Regions from separate parts of the Triticum aestivum genome. Here region 2 is linked to region 1. A link is a contact called in public Hi-C data. All regions are on one chromosome and are shown on one strand. Each heading gives the region's core, a stretch centred on a gene start, on an enhancer-like site or on the middle of the called end of the contact. The rest is flanking DNA. Distances are from core to core; before and after follow the strand shown.

What was found. A called contact is a pair of places that touch in the nucleus more often than the background predicts.
Region 2: a Hi-C map of leaf shows a contact between it and region 1, with 6 times the contacts expected there. The contact joins the promoter of LOC123111294 here to the promoter of LOC123111293 in region 1. A contact is called at or near these places in 2 of 5 Hi-C or Micro-C datasets (both in leaf).

What each region holds. Positions count from the first base shown.
Region 1 is chr5B:265,673,948-265,678,499 of IWGSC CS RefSeq v2.1, forward strand. It overlaps LOC123111293, which reads right to left and starts at 2,481. Exons shown (of 2, transcript XM_044532049.1): 1 at 1,937-2,481; 2 at 1-665. The coding sequence starts at 2,003. The coding sequence ends at 133. It overlaps TRNAV-CAC (transfer RNA valine (anticodon CAC)), which reads right to left and starts at 2,808; the gene lies at 2,735-2,808.
Region 2 is chr5B:265,852,575-265,857,126 of IWGSC CS RefSeq v2.1, forward strand. LOC123111294 (UDP-rhamnose/UDP-galactose transporter 6) reads left to right here and starts at 2,543. Exons shown (of 6, transcript XM_044532051.1): 1 at 2,543-2,751; 2 at 3,440-3,661; 3 at 4,290-4,474. The coding sequence starts at 3,532.

The DNA.
Region 1 (4,552 bases), core at 1,231-3,730:
TGTCATCTACTCCCTCCGTTCGGAATTAGATGTCGCGACTGCTGTACATTATGCATTTTGCAAACATGTCCTTATACTTTTGAATCATTTGAAAAAACGCCCCCGTCTCCTTCCTCACTACTCCACCGTCGCTCACGCGTCGCCGGCTCCGGCCACTATCCCCCGTCTTCCTCCCCCGTTCTCCTCAGCACCCAGAGAGAGTCTCCGCGCGTCGCAGGACCCAGGACCCAGCCGCCTGTGCAGGAGACGACCTGCGTCGTCGCGGAGGAGACGCGCAGGACCTTCACGGAGGCGCCTTGCGCCGCCGCCCAGCTGCGTAGCCGCCATGGGTGTGCCCTCGCCTACCTGAGCAGCGGGATTGCTCCTAAAGTTCTTCCTCTTCGTCACCTCCCTCTGAATCGTGCCAAGAAGCAGTAAATCGACGACTAGGTCCTCGATTTGGTCCGCCTTGGCCGCCGTCGCCGCGGACAATTTTGGACGCCGTCGCGGCGCTGGGTCTTCGTCGCTGCTCTGGCCCAGGGTCTTCATCGCCGCATTGGCCCTGCTCAACCTCTCCTCCAAGCCCAGGGTCTTCCTCTCCGTGCTGGCCCTCCTCCGAAGGTCGCGCCCGCCCTCGCCTCTGTTGGTGCTGGTATTCCCCGCCCCCGCCTCTGTTGTTGCTGCTGCTGAATTAAAGAGAACTTGATTGTAAAGCTGAATACTGAATTAAAGATCATGAATACTGAATACTTGAAAGAGTAGAAGCAAAACTGGAGTACTGAAAGTAGTTTGGTTCTGGAGTACTTGATGTTCTGTACTGAATACTGAATTAAAGAGAACTTAATTGCTGCTGGTATTCCTCTCCCTGTTTGATTGTAAAGCAAAACTGGATTAAACAGAACTTGAATACTGAGTGTTGCTGGTAACACAGTTACACTGAATACCCAATGAAGCTCAATACTGAATGCTGGAGTAGTTGCTGCTGCTGGTATTCACATGCACTTCAAGAAATTATTCAGTACAGAACAGTTTTATTCAGTACAGAACAGTTTTGTTCAGTATAGAATTTGGGAGTAGATGCAGATATGTTGTGAATGCAAAATAAGTGGAACATTTGGTGCCACTGTTCCTAGTCCACTACAATTCCTAGCATTTTGCTTCCAATGTGCAGATATGTTCTGAATGCAAAATAAGTGGAACATTTGATGCTCCTGATCGATGCTCTTGATTTGCTAGGAACAGTTTTGTTCGGTGGAACATTTTGCTTCCAATGATGCAGATATGTCCTGAATGCCAAATGTCATTCCACTGTTCCACTTATCTAGGAATTGTAAAAGAAACAAAGCTTTTACATGTGTGAGAAACTTATTCCTGCGATCCAAGAGCGCTGGCCGGACGAAGATGAAGGACGGACAATCTATATCTGAGGCTGGGGTCCAATGCAATGCTCTTGCATTGTTAGGAAAATTTGCTCTCTGCTTGCTTGATCCTGGCTGATTGTCACCCTGTCAGTCACAGACACCAACCAGTGGAACGGCCGAGTGCTGCTGCTGTACTAAGCATGCAGCAACTGAAGCAAAGCGGTTGGTTGCTGGAGGATCCCACAAGGCAGATCTCAGTCAGTCAGATCAGTGCAGCAAAAGTAGGAGCTGGGCAAAGGTTAGCATTGACCCAGGAATTCACGGGGGTTCAGTACTTCAGTTACCACCACCACCACATGGGCAGCAATTAGCAAAGCTTAACAGCAAGGCTAAAAATAATCAAGAACCTAGGCAAACGTATTCTTTCTTTCTTTCTTTTTTCCTAATCATAATCAAGAACCTGAATGCTGAGATCGATGGTTTCATTCAGAACATTGCCAGTTTGAAGACAGGAACATCAAAATCCAGAGTATCTCTTATGGTGCCACAAGATAAAAATTCAGAGTTCAAATAAAAATTCAGAATTCAGAGTATACCTTGACAGAGCAGGGGCATACACTGCTGCTTGCGGCTGAGGAAGAGGCCGAGCCACTTGAGTCGCATATCGACGTCCTCCTTGGTGAGCTTGTCGGCGTCGATCTACTCCATGGGCAGCTTGGTGAGCTGAGGCTGGTGTGGTACTTCTCCTTGAGCACCCAGTACCCGCCCTCCCGCTGCAGTGCTGCTCCACCCGCGGCTCCAGCTGGACGGCCGAGGCCGACGGCGAGGCGGCCGCCACCGACGGGGCGGAAACGCCATGGCCGCTGCTTGTGGGAAGGTTGCTGCCGGCATCGTGTTGGTAGTGGTCTGGATCTGGCGCCTTCGGCCTCGCATCGACGGAATCCTTCGCCGGCTTGAACTCAAAGGTCCAACCTTTTTGCAAGTTCGCCGCGGGAAGGAGGAGAGGAGCGCGGCGAGGCCACCGAAGGTAGGGGAGGAGAGCGCGGAATCCATGGTGGGGGGGGGGAGAGCGCGGCGGCGAGCCGGAGAACAGCACAGAGCGGACCGCGGCGGCCAGCCGGAGAAGAAAGTGAGGGCGAGGACCGCGGGTTTGGTCGGAGATAGATGAGGGGGGTTTTCACAAAAAAGCAGTCGCGACATCTAATTCCGAATGGAGGGAGTATAAGACATGAACCATCTAGTATCATGTGTTCCTACCCACTGTTGTACCACTGCTGCTACTTTCACTCTCTGAAATGCTTCTCTGAATGCAAGAAGAAGCATGCCAAGTTTGATCAGATTTTTGTAAAATCTATGCTCTCTCTCTGGAGCAAAAAAACATAAAAAAGGTTGACTGTCTGAGCCCAGGTTCGAACTGGGGACCTTTAGTGTGTGAGACCAACGTGATAACCAACCACACCACCCAGACCTTTGCGACAGATATCTTAAAATCTGTTTATTTAAAACTTGTTCCTCTGATGGAGTAAAGGTATCTGCACCGACAAATCAAAAGTTAGTGTCATCAATAATTAATCTAGAGCCTAAGCAACCCCTTGATAAAATACGGGATTAATAATGGTTCAGAGGATGCGTCGATGCAAACGAGCCCGTCCGATTCTTTCCAGCCTCTCACGTGCACGCGAAAAGGGTTTGTTGACGCACGCGATGCAAGTAAACAAATGCACTTGCACCCGAAGCGATCCGATTGCGCTTTTGTCCCCCTTCTCTCCGGACCGTCGGTATCTACGAACACGACGCTTCAAATAAATCCGAGCACACTCTTCTCTCGGACACGTATTTAAATTGCTAGGAAAACTCCGCGCAAAGAAGGCTAAAAACAAAGTAAAAACCAAAACAAGTAACCTCGTCCCGAATACTTATCTTAGATAATTCGTATCTAGATATGTTTTTTTAACACAATACAGACACAAGCGCTCATACATACGCACATAAACTTACCACTATGAACCGCACACATGCACACTATATCTCTATGAGTAATTTCGAGAGACTGAGCCGGCATATCATCTTGAGATTTACGAAGTTAGCGTAGGCGCCTCGCCGTCGATGGGAACGTCTCCTCTCACTGAAAACGTATCGCCGGAATTCCTGAAATAAATCTAGTAATAATACGAGCACCGGGACTTGAACCCTGGTGGGCTGGGGATACCACTGTCCCTCTAGGTTGGTTCGCCTAGACATGTTTTACTGTTAAATATATTTGTATCTACATAAATCTAAGACAAGTAATTTAAGACTTCCCCACCTCCGCCTCCGGCTCCTCTCTCAGGGGATCAAATCGACTCTGGAGAGAGGGGGGAAGTTAGGGTTCGTCAACGCAAAGCTCCTCCACCAAATCAGGTCTTGGTTAGGAAGGAGCTGCTTGTGTCTGGAGACTTTTCTGCCGAGGATTGCTATCCGATTGGTGCTTCTGATCAGTTGTCGCAACCGACGCACTTTAGATTTTCATGAGATTTCTGGGCTGGGAAAACTAGTAAGATCCCTTTTGCTGATGTAGTCCATGGTATGGCTAGACGTGGACGTGATCAGAGTTCTAGAGGGGGTCGCTATGGTGCTGGTAGGGGACGCAATGCTGGTAGAAATCTAGCCGCTGGTACTAATACCTCTCTGCCACCAGATCCCACACACGTTCCTCCTCCTCCCACTTCACATCCACCACCCATATCCATATATATGCCAAACCACCTATCTTCCATATGGCTGCAGCTCCACCTTTACCTATGCAGGGGGGCACGTGTTTGCTGGGTATCCGACAGGAATAATTAGTATCAACAGCTTGGTCCTTGGCCTCAACAGCCACAATTTCCTTACCAATTCATGCCTCCACCTCAAAGCTTGACCATGCCTTATCAACAGCAAGAAGCAGTAGTAAGTGGAGGTAGCCTCTCAAGCAGTGGCGCTCAATCTGGACAACCGGGTACTAGCCAAAGTAAGAGAAAGCAAAATGCAGGGAAGCAACAAGCCCCTGCTGCTAGCACTCCTCAGCTTTAGTAAAAAAACACTTATAAGAGCATTATGTTTCAAGTTGACCCAAAAATCATTGGAGCTATCTGTTATAATTGTGGCCTTCCTGGGCATTTTGTTGACATGTGTTCTGTGCCAAAGGTGTGATTTCTCTGTAAAACCCCTGGACATCATATGGATGGCTTACC
Region 2 (4,552 bases), core at 1,293-3,792, 180 kb after region 1:
GGTAAATGTAACAAGATTTATTTTGGAAAATAAATGAAATAAGATATAGTCCTATATATATTTGCTTGACGGAGTTTTCTTTCCCATTTCTGCGCTAGTCTAGTGTGGAAGTAATCACACCGAGACAACAAATCATAGTCTAAAGGTAAATGTAACAAGATTTATTTTGGCAAATAAATGAAATAAGATATAGTCCTAGATATATTTGCTTGATGGAGTTTTCTTTCCCATTTGTGCGCTACTTTGTTGACTTTCTTCTTGATTATAACTTCCATTGGCATTCTAGGCTAAGATCGCAATTCTTGCCAACATGTAAACTAAGATTGATACTTATATTCACATGGTCTACATCTATTGCCCCCCCCCCCCACACACACATATAGTACTATATACTTATGGAATCTCAGTTGCTTTAACTTGAATATTCATTTTTATTGGGATGATTTGTGATCTTTTTTTGAAGATATAGAAGGCTTGTGACATAAAAAGAGGTTGCACCAAATTGATTATTGGAACGGTTTGGCCCATGCATTAGTTGGCATGTTTAAGTTCCTAATTAGCTGCAAATGCATCTACCTATTAAAGGGCTTCTTGAGTCTATGGGTGCATGGAAAGAGTGACTTTTTTGTCATCTATAGTCGAATAAATAGTTGTAATACGTGAGTTGGCTATTGGATGCACTTTAATGTTGTTATAGTTAGGTAGAATCTGAACATACATGGTCAATAAAGTTACAACATGCCTTTGATACTATAGCGAAATTAAAGTTGTGACATGTTGCCTTGTAGTTGGTAGAGAATATAGTCACACATCCATGGTGAGATAGCACAATATGCACCATATAACGATAAACAAAGTGTTATCTCTTCATTTTATGGTATTTTCTAGGGAAAATCATGCTCATAGTTTCTTTTCTCAAACGAGGGACAATCATTTGTTTGTTTCGGGTCTGAAATATCTTCTGCGTGGTTGTTATGTACCCTCTGTTTTTCAGAAGGGTAGAGCGGCGCTTCTAAGCCGGGGAGGCAGCGCACCGACGCTGGTCCCTGAGGAGAAGGAAGAGCGCAGGAGATCGACGATGACCCGATGGTCGATGGCGATGCTCCAGTGACCGGGCGATACTTAACGACAAGGGATGGAGTGAACATGGGACATCAGTTGGGGGGGCGGTGGGGGTGAAACGTGGTCGCCATGGTCTTGAGGGGAGTATTGGGTAAAAAATGAACAAAATGAAGCTATTGAAGCAAAAAAATTTGCCGAACTTCCTTGATATAAAGGAAACAAAGGGAGTTATCGGAGATGTTCTTACCACCCTTTTTTATTTGTGTGGCTAATTCTTAACTCTAGTATATTGAGCAAGATCTTTTTGGGATGGAACTTACTAGATGTTTCATTTTTAAACTTAACTTACTAAGGAGGTGTTTGGCTGCATAAATGGTGAAGGCAACGTTAACGTAATCAGATCACGGCGTTTAAGGAGGTGTAATCAGTTTTTTGCAAGTTTGTTTGGTTCACGTTCAGGTAAAGGAATCGATTACCATCGCTCTGCTCTTCTTGCTCGGCCTTGTTGCTCGCCGGCCGCCATCCTCCCCGTAGATGGCTTGCTCTTGCTTGACCCCAGCCAACCAGGATCTCAAACGCCGCTAGCCGTCCTCGAAATCAACCGCCGCCGTCCGCCCTCGAGATCAAGCGCCATTGGCCGTTCGGATCTTGTGCATCGCCGGTCGTCTGCGAAATAAAGCGCCGCCGACAGCCCCGGGATCAAGCGCTGCCGGACGCTCGGGTCTTGTGCACCGCCTGATGCTCGGGTCTTGTGCGCCGCCAGCCATCCCCAAGCACGTGCGCTGTTGGCAGCCTCCGATGTCAAGCGCCGCCAGCACTTTCCGATCACAGACGCCATCGGCTACTCCGATCTCGGCGGCAGGGAACGAGGAGGGGGAAGAGGGGGCGTGACGGGGAGGAGTGCGCTTGAGGGGAAGGAGGAGGGGGTCGTGCGCGGAGGAGTGTCTCGGGAGCCGGGAGGGGAGGAAGAAGGGATCGTGCGGGGAGAGGAGGGAACGGTACCGCAATTACCGGTGGGGGGTGGGCGGTATCGATCGATAACTGGGCTGGACCCGTTTACGAGGGAATGTGTTTACGGTGTCCATTAAACAAACACAAGTAACGTTTCCCCATTACGGCGTAAAGGGATAACGGGCAAAACTCGCTGAAACAAACACCTTCTAAATAATATAACGTTATTCCGATGCAAAACAAACTTGGCGTCAATAAAGGAGTATCACTGCCGTGCCAAGTCGTTTGGAGTGAGAAGTGAAAATGATGCTAACCCTAACGGGACGTTCATTTTTCTTAATGTATGACACCTTGCATATTCCTCTCACGTTGTTATTGTTTTCTCTTCATGGAGTTCTTGTCACCTTCATGAAAACCAAACCGTGGCGATTCAACCGAGGAGAATTTAGCGATACAACCCTAAGATTAGCGTAAATAAAACTCTGGACTCACAAAAATGCGTGCATCCGGCAGCCTATAAAAAGGGGGGCAGATCTGATGCGAAGGTAGTTGTGAGCGTCGCGGAAAAAAAATAAACAAAAATAAAAAAAGGGGGGCGAGGAAGAAACCGAAACACTCACACAGAACACCACACCCCCCACCCCGGCGACACACCACCCCTCCCACCCCAAATCTCAGATCAGAGCGCCGGGAGATCTGCCATTTCCGGGTGGAGGGATCGAGCCCCGCGCTTCTCGAGTAAGGATTCTTCCTCGCCCTCACTACCTTCCGCCGCAGCCTTTTCGGGGCCGCGATCTGGCGTGGGTTTTTGGCGCGAGCAGCTGCGATTTGGGGACGGATTCGTTGGTCGGTTTGCTGGATTTAGGAGGGTTTCCGGGGTGTGGAGTTGCGCTCCTGGAGTACTCCCTGATGGGGCTCCGTGGAGGAGCATCTGGACTACGAGCAAGGCAGGGTTGTGTGTAGCAGAGCGTTCGGGATCAGCAGGGTTGTGTGCAGCAGAGCGTTCGGGATCAGTAGGGTTGCTGCGTAGCATAGTGTTTGTTGTCTATCAGTTTGCAAGTAGAGATACGAATTCGGACTCACGGGTGGATTACTGGGCTAGGAGGGACTTTTTGGGGTTAGAGCTACGTCGTTGGAGCAGTTGTTGCTGTTATTCCGTGGAGGAAGAGCATTCGGTTCTCATGAGTAGCTGCATCCGGGCATGAGCAGGCTTGTTTTTAGCGTAGCACAAGGAAACTGTAGGGCTCCTGTATCATATGTTGCTAATTGCGTTCAGAACCAGTAGGGCTCAGGTAAATTGTAGTAGTGTGCGCTGTTTAGAATTCTTTTTGCTTAATCTTGGGGCATTTTATTTAACTCAGGTGCAAGCAGCACCATCTTTGTTCACTGTCTAATCATCTGAAATGGCTTTAATTCCTTACTGCAGTTAAATCCTGGGCTCTATATCTTGTGTGGATGGCATTTGTGCCTCAGAGACTGTAGCTCACCAAGTGTTGATTTGAACCTGTGAAGATAGAGATGGGTTCTCCGAGAAAATCCGACAAGAAGGCCGCCTTAGACTTTGCAGCATGGGGTTTCAATATCACCTCATCCGTTGGGATCATCATGGTCAACAAAGCCTTAATGGCTACACATGGATTCAGTTTTGGTATGTTTTTAGCTTTGGTGAAGAATTATGCAGTCACATACATCATTAAGTCAATCTATTGACATCTTGTTCTTTACTTTTGGCAGTGAGTAGGATTATGTTATGCTGTATTTTGTTCTGTATCTTTCAATTTCTGTCTGACTTCAATTTGACTACCGTAGGCTTCTCCTTCTGAATTGCGCATTAGTATTGCTCTGCTGAGTTTAGTGTACAAAGGGGCCAGGAAGTTATTTTAAACCTTTTGTGATCCCGAATTGGTACTGCAAATTCCATCCATGTAAATTCTAGATGCTCTTTTGTTGATAAATCTTTAATTACAGATGAGTATGTCAGCATTTGACCAACTCATAATAGTTTTTTTCAACTAGATTACTTTTATAGTGATCTGAGAGTTAGGGATTTGACTGTTAGGCAATCCTAGGTGTCTGTTGCTATGTTAACTTGCTTGGCATAAACTCGAGATATGTCTGTTGAACATAAGAAGCATGCTAATTTAATATGATCTATTGTTAGCAATTACTTGCAAGTTCAATGAGGTTTCTGCACTGACCCTCAACAATCTGCACATACGTTAAAACTTGGATAAACTCCTGCCATTTCACTGATTTCTGATTTACCCCTTTTGCAGCCACAACATTAACTGGCCTTCATTTATTGACAACGACCTTGATGACTATTGTGTTTCGGTGGTTAGGCCTGAGCCAGCCCTCTCACTTACCGCTACCAGATCTGATTAAGTTTGTAATCTTTTCAAATTTGTCGATCGTTGGCATGAATGTGAGCTTGATGTGGAATTCTGTGGGGTTTTATCAGGTCAGTGTAGTTTCTGACTTTCTATTACCTAAGCTATGTATCTCTGCATTATTAGCTCTTAATTAATTCTTTTCTTTT